Regions from separate parts of the Arabidopsis thaliana genome. Here region 1 is linked to region 2. Evidence: chromatin contacts called from public capture Hi-C data. All regions are on one chromosome and are shown on one strand. Each heading gives the region's core, a stretch centred on a gene start, on an enhancer-like site or on the middle of the called end of the contact. The rest is flanking DNA. Distances are from core to core; before and after follow the strand shown.

Region 1 (7,420 bases), core at 2,652-5,151, 220 kb after region 2:
GCTCACCATGCTTAAGGGATGATTCAAGATTCACACATGATGCCATCAAGTTTTCATCATTTGCATATGTCAATTTTTGTAAATCAAACAAAAATCCAAAAGTTTGTTCATACCTTTGGAATTGCTCAAACCTTGACTCAAGAGAAATTAGAGCTTGATCTATGAGTGTAAGGAAGTAATTAATTCTGAAATCCTCCTCTGTTGACAATTTCATATTCCCATGATCAAAATGCTTCTTTCTTCTAATGATCTTCTTCTTTTTCACAGGAAATTCAGCTTCTATATCCATAGCCTCTGCAATTCGTATAGCCTCAGACTTTGCTTTCTCAAATCATGTCTCTCTATATTTTTGTAAGTATGAAACTAATCCTTTCAGCTCAAGAATAGCAACATCAATATCAATGTCATCAGCTTGTAAAGTCTTGCTCACTCTGTTGACAACAGTTAGAAGTCATACCAAATAATCATACCAAAAAGAAACTCAAACCCTCCAATACCATGTGTTTCTATTCAGCATCACTTCGTGTTTTTGGATCGTCGGTCTTTTCTGCCAAGTAAAGTAAAGCATCTCTGATTTCAGGAGTCTGAAACCGTATTGCTTTGACACTTTCGAGATGACTCTCCCAACGAGTTTGAGATAAGGATTTAAGTGTTAAACCTTTTACCATCTCTTTAAATATATCCCACCTGTTTGTTGAAGATGAAAACAAACAGTATAACCGCTGTATAATCCCAAAAAAAGACACTGCCTTTGTAGAAGAAGATGCTATATCACAAAGCACAAGGTTGGGGCTATGACAACCACATGGTGTGTAAAATGCTCTTGGATTAATTTCCAGCAATCTTCTTTGCACTCCTTTGTTTTTTCCTTTCATATTAGACCCGTTGTCATACCCATGTCCTCTCACATCATCAATCTCTAACTCCATATCAATTAGTACTTCTTGAATCGTAGAGAACAGCCCTTCACCTGTTTTATCATTGACTTCCAAAAATTTCAAAAAGAATTCTTCAACCTTAATTGGTGTTGAAGAAATATCCACACATCGAATGAGAATAGTCATCTGTTCTTTATGACTAATATCTGGAGTACAATCAAGAATTATGGAGAAGTACTTTGAAGCACGAATCGTCTTCATGATCATAAGTCTAATCTCTTGGGCCAGCATACTTATCAACTCATTTTGAATCTTGGGACTTAGATAATGAGAATATATCTCACCTGCACCAATTTTTCTGATATGCTCTCTCATCACTACATCAAACTCTGCAATCATCTCAATAAAACTCAAAAAATTCCCATTTCTGTCTTCACCAATCTTTTTATTTTCTCCTCTAAATGCTAAGTTATTTTTAGCGAGAGTCTTCACTAATGCAATGATCCTCACTAGTACTTCCCTCCAATGAATCTTTTCTTTGTTTATTTCTTGTTGGACATACTTATCAATCGTTGTTTTGTTCTGTAGTCTAGACTCTAACTCAGTCCAACGAGTCATACAAATAATGTGGTCATGGCTGCCTTCATGTTCTTCGAGTCGCTTCGAAAGATTTCTCCAATCATTGTACACACTAGTTGCTAAGTAACCACAACTCTTGTCATGTCTAAACAATTTACAGCAAAAACAAAAGACTTTATCTAATGTTTTTGAGTAAATCAGCCACTTTCTATCATGTTTCTCTCCATTTTTCTATCATAAATCAGTAGAATCCGTGAGAGAAATGTCTTCCAATTCCATCTTTAGCAAAACGATGACTAGTTGATAACCTTGCCACTGGATCTTTTTCAACTATTAAAACTCTTAATCTCAAATTCATGTTATCCCAATTCGCCGGATAAGAAATATTGGAAGGAATGTCTTCATTCTATCGACTTTTCTTCTTTTCAAAGACAACTTCAGCTTGTTCTTGTTGTTTATTCTCAAATTCATTCTCATCCACTTGAACCACTTCATCCAAATTGTCCACTTTATTCTCTGGATCCACTTCATCAGCTCGTTCTTGTTGGTTATTGTTTCCATCAGAATTAATGACTTCAGAAATTGTAGGATTTTCAGGTTTTTTCATGTACCTAAGAAGAGAATTAGCCTGTGATCTTACCAACTCTTCTCGTCTCTTTTGCAATTTTCTTTTATCACATCCATGAGGTTCCTTTTTGATCCCTAAAGGAGGCATCGTTCAAAGTCTCAACTCAACGCTCTAACGTACGTCGGTCGCTTGCTTCTTCACGGCAGATGGAATTAATCAGATTTTTAATGGAGGAAACCTAGAATAAGAGAATTGGTTGATGGGCTTTAGAAGTCTTGGGTTGAAAATCAGATTTTTTCTTCTCAACTCTCTTTTAATTAAGCCTCGTTGGACTTTAAAATTTTTGGGCCCTAAGCCACCGCTTATATCGCTTACGTCACGGGCCGGCCCTGCATGATTGTCTCAATCTATTTCTCATATGGTTGGTTGGTTGGTAATTTCAAAATTTCTGATGATAACTTGATTTGTTTGATAATTGCCAGGTTTTAGCTTGTTATCAAAATTGTGTCTATGAATTGGCTAATCTAATAAATTACTTGGGTTCTGTTTCTTTTTTGTTTACCTTTTTGATTATTGACGATCATATTTGGTTTTGTTTTTCATCGATTTTGTTTTCATCATGTAGTCTTTTCAATTTGTTCCTTTTTTGCAGTCGACTCTGTCAGCTGTAACCAAAATTGAAATCAAAACTAAGGTTCATGATCACTTATTCTTTTTCATCCTTTTGGAATTTTGGTTAATATGTGGTGAGATTCATGTAAATTAGTTTTTTTGGTTCTTGTTGTTGTTGTGTAGTGAAAGCTAGTACAGATGATGTGTTTTATGAGCTTCAAAACCCTAGAGAGCAGATCCAAGCTTATGTGTTTAATGGTAACTTTTTGCTTCTTTCTTGATATTTTTGTTGTTGTTGAAGAATTAGCTCTGTTTACGATTCTTGATTTGTTCTTGTATGTTTTTTTTTTTTAAACATAGTGGTTAGAGCTTTGGTGCCAATGATGACGCTAGATGCTCTTTTGAACAAAAGTGAGAAGTTGCTAAGTCTGTTCTTGAGTAATTTGAGAAGGTATAACATGTTGTTCATTCGAAATCTCATTCTATTGAGAGATTCTTTTGAGAGATTCTTGATATTTTATAGTGATTAAACATTTGTTGAGCTAATTAATTTGTTGGTTTTGAATCTAATTTTTTTCTTTTTTTTAAAAACCCCAAATTAATATACTACTATTAATCATGCCAAAAATTAAAACTCTTACCAAACTCTTAACTACAAATTTTCAATATCAATTAATAAAAATATTGCTAAGAGTCATTGCTAATAGCCTCCCATTGTGGATGCTCTAAGAGCATCATTATTGGGGATTGCTTAGATTATTCTTAGGGTAGTTCATAGGTATATATATAATTAATTTTGAAATCTTTTATGTTAAGAGTTTGGTTAAGAAATTATAATTTTGGTAATATGCAATGGTGAGTTCTTAGCTTTGAGTTCTTAAGAAGAAAAAAAAATATTTAAAAATAAAAACATTTTAATTTTAAAGACTTTAATAATGATTACAACATAAATTTTGAAAACATTTAACAATGTAGTTAATATTTTACACTCACCCAATAAAAACTTGACACATGTCTAGCTCTTAGATTTAATTTTTGCTCTTATATAAGAGCAATTCTTACCAAAGAAATCAATTAAAACATTAAATTTCTAATCTAATTAACATAAGAACTAGTCTGAGCTTACCAATAAGGATGTTCTAAGGGGTTCTATAGTCTTTCTCTCTTTCGAGAATTTAATCCAAGTCGTTCACAGTTACGAGTCGAGGGTAAATTAGTAGTTTTACACTGAAATATCAACCAAAAAATTTCAAAATTGAAAAATCTCCATAAACTGTTTTGCGACCCAAAACAACATCTTTTAAGCTTCTCCCGCAAAATTCAGCAAAGCTTTCGGAGGAATCTCCTAACAGTCACCACCACCACCACCGTCTAGGTCAAATCTCGTCTTCCTCACGCTCTATTTCTCCATAGAATATTTCCTAACTCCTCCTCCGGTTTATCGATTTTTTCAATTTTTCTAGGGTTTCGCGCCGGGATCTAAAAAATCACAATCATGCCGGTGAGTTTGACTCCGAACGCAATCACGGCGATACATGACGGCGACGTGAATTTGAAGCCGTTGTTACAGGTTTTAGAAATCAAAATGATAGGAAGAAGTCAAGAGAGAAGCCAGGAGAGGTATCGTTTCCTCATTTCAGATGGTGTTTCTGCTCAACATGCTATGGTCGCGGTTCAGCTTAATGATCGAGTCAAGTCAGGACAATTTGAGAAAGGATCTATCGTTCAGCTGATTGATTACATTTGTAGCGACGTTAAAGGCCGCAAGTAATTTTTCCATTTTCTCTCTGGTTAGATCTAGTTTTCGTTGTGTTGAATTGCTTAGTTTTCTAGTGATCTCTGATTTGTTGCTTAGTAATGTTTCTGAGTATTCGTGGCTATGTATTTGGTTTAGTATGTGTAAGGCATTTGTTACAATGAGTTTGCAGAAGCAATGATAGCTTCGCTTTTGGTAGAGACCTTTCAATGAGGTTTCGTGTATTGATGAATGATTTTGGTTAACATGTACTAGTGGGAAAGATTTGTGTTGTTGTCTTTGTAGTTCATGGTATTTAATGGTTGGTAGGCAGATGTTAAGGACAACATTTAGGATGATAATGGAGATGATTTTGTTGATTGTGTGAGTTGGAAAATATAGTTACACAATTGTTTTGGTTGAACATGACATATTTGAAGGAGTTTTGCTCTCTTTGATTGTGATTTTCTTATGGATTTATTCATACTGTGTACAGGCTTATTGTGGTGCTGAACATGGAGACGATAGTACAACAGTCTGAAACCATTGGGAACCCTACAATATTTGGAGAAACAGATACAGAAGCCCAGAAGACATTTTCAGGTACGGGCAATATACCGCCTCCGAACAGGGTTGTTTTTAATGAACCAATGGTTCAGCATTCTGTTAATAGAGCACCTCCCAGGGGTGTAAACATTCAAAATCAAGCCAACAATACTCCAAGCTTCAGGCCATCTGTTCAACCTTCATATCAACCGCCTGCAAGTTACAGAAATCATGGACCCATCATGAAGAACGAGGCTCCAGCTCGAGTCATCCCTATTGCTGCTCTCAATCCATACCAAGGTCGATGGGCTATTAAGGCTAGAGTAACTGCGAAAGGAGATATCAGACGATATAACAATGCAAAAGGAGATGGAAAGGTTTTCTCGTTTGATCTGCTTGACTATGATGGAGGGGAGATTCGGGTTACGTGCTTTAATGCTCTTGTTGACCGTTTCTATGATGTTACTGAGGTTGGTAAGGTATATTTGATTTCAAAGGGAAGTTTGAAGCCTGCACAGAAAAATTTCAACCACTTAAAGAATGAATGGGAAATTTTCTTGGAGTCAACATCGACTGTGGAGCTTTGCCCTGATGAAGATGGCTCCATACCAAAGCAGCAATTCTCCTTCCGCCCAATAAGTGACATTGAGAACGCTGAGAACAATACCATACTCGATGTCATTGGTGTGGTGACTTCTGTGAACCCCTCGGTGCCAATCTTGAGAAAGAACGGGATGGAAACCCATAGGAGGATCCTGAATCTAAAGGATGAATCAGGAAAGGCTGTAGAGGTAACACTTTGGGGAGAATTCTGTAACCGAGATGGTCGGCAACTGGAAGAGATGGTTGATTCAGCTTTTCACCCGGTTTTAGCAATAAAAGCTGGAAAAGTAAGCGACTTCAGTGGGAAATCAGTAGGGACAATATCTTCAACACAGCTCTTCATAAATCCAGATTTCCCTGAAGCTCATAAACTACGGACCTGGTTCGATTACGGGGGAAAAGACACTGCTTCCTTCTCCATCTCCAGGGACACTATGCCTGGAGGAGTTTCCAGGAACGAGATAAGGAAAAATGTTTCTCAGATCAAAGAGGAAGGTCTTGGAAGATCAGATAAGCCTGACTGGATCACTGTGAAAGCAACCATATCATTCATCAAAACAGATAGCTTCTGTTATACAGCTTGTCCTTTGATGATCGGGGATAAACAATGCAACAAGAAGGTTACACGGTCTGGAACAAACAGGTGGCTCTGTGACCGGTGCAACCAAGAGTCTGATGAATGCGACTATAGATACCTTCTTCAGGTACAGATTCAAGACCACACTGGGTTGACTTGGATAACCGCGTTTCAAGAAACAGGAGAAGAAATAATGGGATGTCCGGCTAAGAAGCTTTACGCAATGAAATACGAATTGGAGAAGGAGGAAGAGTTCGCAGAGATTGTTAGAGACAGACTGTTTCATCAGTACATGTTGAAGCTGAAGATCAAAGAGGAATCGTATGGGGATGAACAAAGAGTGAAGATGACTGTTGTGAAGGTTGATAAGGTGAATTATACATCCGAGAGTAAATACATGCTTGATTTGCTCGTAAGGTAAGTTCGTTCTAGGTATTACAGTGAGGTATTTCAATTAACTCAGAATATGCAAGCTCGAGTTTAGTACACTATTATATTATGAATTGATGAATTCTATTGAATCTTGATTCAATGAAGCTTAGTGTTATGATTTCAAGTCTCAATCGTCTTTCGAATTCAGGAAACAACAAATTTGACTTTTATCCAAAAGTTCATTGCTGCAACATTGAAACGAATACACAGAAGGAGAACAGATTACAATAATGATGTAAGAAAGATATATAGGTCTTAGGTTCTCTTGACAGGGTCAAAGTTGGAGACGCCGACGACGACACCAATGATGACAGTGAGGACGAGGCCACCAGAAGCAATGCTGAGCAAGAAATTCTTGAGGGAAGGAGAGATTCCAGAACCAGCAGCTTCAGCTATCTCCGGAATCACCATCGAAGCAGTAAGAGCAGCCGCGGAGATACCGGTCAAAGCCTTGTCCATCTTGAGGGCCTTAACTTGAAGCCTCTGTGCTCTGCCTCCAGTTGCAACCAAAGCCTTGGATGGTTTCAGAGGTAATGGCTTAAGGAAAGGAGACGAACGGGTCTGGTTAAGTGGTGTGACCAATGACATCGCGGAGGTAGAAGCCATCTCTTCCGATCTCTTTTTGGTCTCTCTAGATTGATCTTTCTGAGATTCTCTTTCGAAATGTGTGAAGTTGCTGAGAAGAATGGTATTTGAGAAGAGAGATTTGAGGTTAGTGATGTTCAGAGATTGGAGATGTGAGATATGAATCTTACGTGGCAGCTTCTGAGCTTCCTAATGGCTCATTGGATAGATAACGTTATCTTCATTTGCGATTACTGTGGTTGCTATTGGGCGTGAAAAAAAATATCGTACTTCGAGTCCGGTTCGATAATTGACATAACCGAATT
Region 2 (7,108 bases), core at 1,990-4,489:
AGATAAACAACAAGATACATGACTAAATATTAAGTGGATAACAATAACATTGTCATTTTACATATCAATGTATTGTCAATACATTTTCTCCTCGATTATCAAACTCAGAGGCGGGAAAAAGGAGCCAAGAAAGGATAATCCGTGTAGCCAACAACTGGATCTTGAGTGTAAAACGTCTTCCGATTATATTTATTCAACTCTCCATCAATCTTGAACCGCGAAACCAAATCCGGGTTTGCGATAAACAGTCTGCCATATGAAACCAAATCAGCATCACCTTGTTGAACAGCTTGCATACCTAGTTCCTTATTGAATCCTCCACTAGACATAAAGGTTCCATTATAAGCCATCCTCAAGCTCTTCATTAGCTTAGCTTCTTCCTCATCACTCCCTTGCCTTCCAGACTCTGTTTGCCCGTAGGCGTGGTAGCGAGGTTGTGTAACGTGAAGGTAAGCGAGCTTTGAGCCATTAACACCTTGTAACTTATTGAGCATGCCAACCACGGCTAGCCCGAGTGATAGTGGGTCAGAATCAGTTGCGTCCAAGTGATCTATAGCCGGAGATACCCTCACACCAACTTTACTAGCTCCTATGGCTGAAACTACACCTTCCACTACTTGTTTCAAGAATCTACAACGGTTTGCAATGGATCCTCCGTATTGGTCAGTACGGTCATTGATCCCATCTTTCAAAAACTGATCAATAAGGTAACCATGCGCCCCGTGGATCTCAATCCCATCGAAACCAGCTCGAATCGCATTCAAAGCAGAAAGGCAATAATCCTCCACCACCCGAGGTATCTCGGAAGCTTCTAAAGCCCGAGGTTTCGGGTACTTCACGTGGGAACCATCGGGCAACAAAACTCGCCACCTGTTTTCCGAGATTGGTTTGTTCGTTGACGATATTGGTGATCCTCCATTAGGTTGATACACTATACAAAGACTCAAAAATGTTATAAAGTTTCCAAGTCCTTTATAAGATTTACGAGTGGATAATGAGGAGACATATAAACCTGCATGAGAAGCACGTCCAACATGCCATAATTGACAAAAGATGAAACCTCCCTTAGCGTGAACTGCTTCCACAACTTGCTTCCATGCTTCTACTTGTTCATCTGAATAGATTCCAGGCACATGTGGGAACCTGCAAAACTTTCTTTATATTAGTTTCACTCCTTACAACAACATTACAAGACTTGTAAAGAATATTCATTACAAGTCTTTCTTTATTTCATGATTCTTTTTATTTGCCTTTTCTTTGAATGTGGCTGATAAAATCTAAACCTCTCTATTCTTATCACGCCACTAAACTATTATTGGTGGGTCCTGTCACCCACATTCCTTATAATGACAAGACAAAACAACTCAAAATGCAGTCGATTCTTTTTAGTGAAACAATGATAAATCGGATCCTTTAAACTTTCTCCGGTATGTCAAAAAAAAAAAAAAAACTTTTAAAGTGAGATAAGCAAAAACCATATTTCTATTAAATTTAGTCACCATAAATCATTTCTAATTCAAAACTATTTTATACTTTCTCTATTCCTTTTTGTTTGATTGTTTAGAAAAAACACATATATTAAGATAAATATATTAAAGTTGATTTTAATTGTATTATTTTTGTGTTTTAAAATTTCCTATAACTTTAAACCAATGGTATTCAATCATTTTTATTAAAGTTTACAACTCATCAATAATAACTAATAAATATTGCATAAAAAACCTTAAAAATTAATTTTTTTGAAACAATTTTTTTTCAATCTTTTTGAAACAAATTTTTTTTCTAGAAAATCAAAAAAAAAAGAACAGATGGAGTATATCTTAAAGAGATTCCTTTTATTTTAAATGTAGAATGTCTAACCTAATAATCAACCTTTATTTAATAAAAGACTAATAGGGCAGTAATAATACATATACTGTTTTTACATTGTTCTTTTCAATTCTAATACTAACAATAGTAGAGACACACACAGTCACACAAAAAAAACTAATAAAAGACTAATAGTAGGTTTCTTATTGTTCTTAAGCAACATGGCCGGCTCAAATATTGGCGAGACCTGGTGCCACACCAGACCCAAAAAAATTAAGTGTCCTTGAATAAAAAAAAAAAATTTGGTCTATTATTATCATTGAAATAAATATTGTTAATTTGTTTTCAAAATTTGTGGTTTTTAGTTATAGAAATGTTATTTAAAAAAACTTAGATCTTTCACATAGTTTTTTATAACTAAAGTGGAGTTTTTAAGATATATATTTTAAATTAGTGGCTATTTTATTTTTTTTGTATGAAAAAAAATAATAAAAAAAATTGGACCCTTGGACAGAACATCTAAGCCGCAATAATACTAATTTGATAAAACCAAAATTATGTATAAATAATAGTACTAATATGAGTTGATTTGATATTTTAATGAAAATCAGATTGTTTTCCTAACGACAAAAGCCGTTTATTAAACAGTACAGTTAGTTGACGTCATCTCATCGTAGTTTTTACTTTTGGTCTTAAAAAAGAAAGAAAGAAGTAAGTAAAATGACGAGAATACCCTGCGGATCCGGGAGAGACCATGGTGCCTTCGGAGATGAGAAAACCGCCGGGAGTGGTCCGTTGAGCATAATACTCTGCCAACGCCGCGTTTGGTACTCCGTTCAACGCCCTGCACCGCGTCATCGGCGCCAGAACCACTCTGAAAACGCAAACGCGATATGAGACTACACGTCATACAAAAACCACTCAAGATCATTAATCTAGCTGAAACTCACCGATGAGAGAGATCGAATCTTCCCATCTTGTAAGAAGAAAACAGAGTCTCGTTAGAGTTCCCTTGTGCCGCCGTCATGTCTCCGCCGATCTGGAAGAAGGAGAAGTAAAAGTCAGATCTGAGAAATCAACGGTCAATACAAAAATATTGAGTAGTAGTTAGTTGGATCTTCTTCATTACATAAAAGGACAAAACACAAACTACAAAGTAACTTAAGTTTGTGATGAGTTTACCGGTTTTGTTATTCGGAAATAGAAAATTCGAGTGGATGTGTTGTTGTTGTGTGGTCGTGGAAATGGAATTTGCTAAATTTTATATCCAAAAAAGGTTAGGTTGATGGATGGACCGGAGGAGTTCTTGGCATCTTGGACCGAACCGACCATTACTTTCACGTGCTGATTTGTTTTATAATAAAGTTCAAAGTTTGGTCCGCGTGAGATATTTCGTTCTATTTTGCTTCATATTATATTATTTTTATTATTTGGATCTATCAGAGATGTTTCTTAGTGGATTGGCAATGAGCCTGATTTCCTAAATGAAATTAACGGATACGAATATGATTGACATTCGCTTTACGTACATTGATAGGTCATTAGCTATGTTAACATTAATATATAACAGGTTGACAACATTTCAATGTATAAAGTCATAGTTGTCTTCCATTAACAGGTCAGAATAAAGGTGAAATAGTGAGTTTAAAACATTACGTAAAAACTAATTCCATGATTGGTTGTCCAATTAGGAGGGAAAGGGTTTAAAAAATAACTTCAGAAAATAAAAGTTTAGAATATTGTGCTAAATAGTTTGCCTTAGTATTACATAAACATGAAATAGAAGAAAGCAAGAAAAGGAGACACATAGCAATTCAAGATCTTCTAAAAAATTAGAGAAAGCGAGTCATTCTTCAGGGGACTGTACCATCAAAACTTACTCTGAATAATTATCTGTTTCAAATGCCTGACACTTTATCCTTCTTGAAAGGATATTTTTTATTGCCAATATTAAAACTTCCAATTCCGAGTGAAAAAGAAAGGGACACCTCCGAAGACACTTTGCACCAAGTAAAATTGTATTGTCAATTCCTAGGAAACACCACCATACTAAATTCATAGATGGATCTGCCGATTTCCATGAATTCATCAATCCTACATCTTAAAGATTGAATTGGAGTTTCCAAAGTATCCCTAATAACACTAGATTCAGTTGGAGCTAATTGAGCTCCTTCTCACATTTGTTTTTTGTTACTCCAAACGTGATTTAAAATATCTGAAATTCAACCCTTCAGTGAGACTCTTGTCTTGTACCTCTAGTACATCTCCCATCATCAAATCCTTTTGCTCATCCTCTAGAACTGAAACTTTAGAAATATTATCGACCATTTGTGAGCCCTGAGTTACTTTATTGATTGTTTTTGGTTCGTACAATGGTTTAGACCAAACTGGACTTGCATCCTTCCTAGTATATTTTGTTCCCTCAACAGAATATTGAGAATTCATCAAGCCATCCTTAACTAATCATTTCCCAGCCACTTCATTATTCTCAGCCCAAGTCCCAGGGAAACTCTTTTTGTGCCCCTAACTTGGAAAAAGTTTTTTTTTTTATCATATTGCCTATGAGAACAGATAGCTAATATCTTTTGATAAATGTAGAAAGATGGCTAATTAAGAGATTTATAAATAAAATTAAATATTATCTTGAGAAAATTTTAATTTATAGAATTATTTTGATGTTTTATATGAAATTGCATTGATTCTTATGAGATCTAAAAATATGGTTAAAATCTTATAAGAGTAAAAGATGATATTTGTGTGTAGATTAGATCGGTTACTGGTAAAATGGTAGGTGATTTATAAGCCACTTATAAATCAGGTACATAATCTAAAATACGTTATGATCTTCAAGATACACTATCTTTAACTAAATGAAACATTGAAAATTTATTTCATTTTGCTTTTTATCTATTATTTGTATATTCATTAATTGTCATTTATTTTTCGCCAATGACATTTGTATTTTTGAGTCTATTTTTCGTAAACCATTTTTGGGCATACCATTTTTAGAAAACATTGTTTGTTTAGTTTAATATAATTCAACCATTTTAGTTATAGAACCTCACTAAGGTGGTTTAAGATGTAATCGAAAAGCTGTATTGCTTATATGATTTATTGTGAATTTGGATTTGTCACGCTGAGGATGTAATCAATCGAACATGTATTCAAAGGATGGTCACGAATTTTTGTCAACAAAAACATGCACAATTCTAGGATAATAAATCCTAACTACTTGAAGACAAGTAAACCTCCACAACATTCTTAATGTCTGGTTTCTTCTGGAACATTAGATATTTTAATAAAAGAGGTAAGCATGATGTTGTAAGGGATTGGATGAATAGGGGGAAGTTTGATTTTGATTTTTTAATAGAAACAAAAGTAAAAGAAAGAAAGGTATACAAGATTACAAAGTCAGTTTTTAGAGAATGGTCTTTTATATGCAATTATGAAGAATATAGACTAGGAAGAATTTGGTTGCTTTGGAGAAATAACGTGCAAGTCACGCCTATCTACAAGACATCACAATTGATTACATGTTCGATCTTGATTGAAGGAGAAAAGGAAGAATGTTTTGCAATATTTGTTTATGCATCCAATTTTGTGATGGAACGCAAAACACTATAGGCCGATCTTCGACACTATCATAGTTTTGCTCTATTTCATGGTAAAACTTGGTTGATATGTGCAGATTTCAGTGAGGTGTTGGAAGGAGAGGATCATTCAATGTATGAACATTTACCATTGATATCACGAGGAATGAGAGATTTTCAGAATTTAGTCCAACAATGTGAATTAACTGATTACAGCTATATGCTTAATCGTACTCTATGTTTGAGACAAGAGGTCATTCAGATCATTTAAGATGTAGATTTTATATTAAAGAGGAGGAGAGAAGAGTTATAACGATATGAATGACCACCTAGCTACACTATCGGGCTACTAAGAAGAATTAGAAGCAACTTGGGCTTAGTCCACACCACTTTATCATTCCACTTCAGCGATTCACATGTTATCAAAAAAAGCTATAGGCACTGAAACCACAACTCCGCAGGATGGGGAAATGGTTGTAGAGAGATATATCAATTCGAACAAAGGAGGCATATAAAAAGCTTTGAGATTTAAAAACCATATAATCAGTGGACTTGGAGGCAGCAACTTACAATAAATGGAGGAGATTATCAGACATTGAAGCAGGATATTTTTGACAAAAGGCGAAACTCGACTGTATTAAAATAGAGGATAAAAATTAGAAAAGTTTCTACAACGCAGCAAAACTAAGAAGATGGCCAAATAGCAGTCACTCAAAGAGAGAATAAGGCTGAACCTAAAAGATATTTAAAGAGTTTTTTAACCGAGAAGCCACAAGGCTACGAAGAATGGTCAAGTGAGAAGTTGGGACATCTAATGGAGTTTAAATGTGAAGAAAATGATAAGGCAATGCTCACACAAAAAAGTCTCGGAGGGAAAAGTGAAGAAAGTATTGTTCTCAATGCCAAGCAACAAATCTCCGAGTCCAAATAGGTCAGTAGTGGGAAAAGACTTTGTGGTGGCATTTCAATTCTTTTCTAAGACTGTTTTTTTTGCCTAAAGGGGCCAACTCAACCATCTTAGCTTTGATTCCAAAGAAAAAAGAAGCTATTGTAATGAAGGACTATGCACAAATATCATGCTGCAACGTTCTTAACAAAGTCATATCGAAGCTTCTGGCAAACCGAATCAAGACTATTCTACCACGATTCATTTCTCCAAATCAATAAGCATCTATAAAGGATATGTTGATGATGGAAAACCACCTCCTCACCACATAGATCATCAATGACTACCACAAAGACACTATTTCTCCTCGATGCGTGATGAAAATAGATATTTTGAAAGCTTTTGACTCGGTTCAGTGGAGTTCCTACTAAACACGTTAAGATCAGAGCTCTTGAATTCTGAGAGAAATATATACAGTGGATTTAGACATGGATTACTACATCCTCATTTTCAGTGCAAGTGAATGGACTAAGATGATGGTGACGACGAGAGACAAGAAGATGATCATCTCGAGAACGACAACGAAACTGGGTTGTTTTCTGGTTGTAGATGTGTTGCAGAAAGAGATTAGTTCCTCGAATACCTTCCTAATAATGTAGAGGAGCAAGGAGAAAAAGATGACAGTGCCGAAAGCCACATTCAGAATTCCCCAGCTATAGGATTTCTTCCCGTAGATGGGTGACACGATGGAGAAAGTGGTAGCAGAGCCTGTCACGAGCCTGTTACAAGAGAGAAAAAAATGAGTGAGAGAGATACACTGGTT

Evidence for each region. Capture Hi-C pulls out chosen DNA fragments and counts their contacts.
Region 1: a contact with region 2 is called in a capture Hi-C map of seedling, with 3 times the contacts expected there. The contact joins the promoter of RPA1A here to the promoter of OPR3 in region 2. A contact is called at or near these places in 4 of 26 Hi-C or Micro-C datasets (root, rosette leaf, seedling and 1 more) and 1 of 3 other capture datasets (seedling).

Annotation. Positions count from the first base shown.
Region 1 is chr2:2,581,083-2,588,502 of TAIR10.1, forward strand. It overlaps RPA1A (replication protein A 1A), which reads left to right and starts at 3,902. Exons shown (of 3, transcript NM_126648.4): 1 at 3,902-4,012; 2 at 4,101-4,404; 3 at 4,869-6,604. The coding sequence starts at 4,133. The coding sequence ends at 6,519. It overlaps AT2G06500 (hAT family dimerization domain-containing protein), which reads right to left and starts at 2,141. Exons shown (of 5, transcript NM_126647.1): 1 at 2,098-2,141; 2 at 1,872-2,068; 3 at 895-1,576; 4 at 521-687; 5 at 1-294. The coding sequence starts at 2,141. It overlaps PSBX (photosystem II subunit X), which reads right to left and starts at 7,366. Exons shown (of 1, transcript NM_126649.3): 1 at 6,647-7,366. The coding sequence starts at 7,136. The coding sequence ends at 6,786.
Region 2 is chr2:2,359,136-2,366,243 of TAIR10.1, forward strand. It overlaps OPR3 (oxophytodienoate-reductase 3), which reads right to left and starts at 3,240. Exons shown (of 5, transcript NM_126619.4): 1 at 2,992-3,240; 2 at 2,760-2,848; 3 at 2,543-2,683; 4 at 1,013-1,143; 5 at 1-931. The coding sequence starts at 2,836. The coding sequence ends at 105. It also overlaps the pseudogene AT2G06060 and the pseudogene AT2G06070.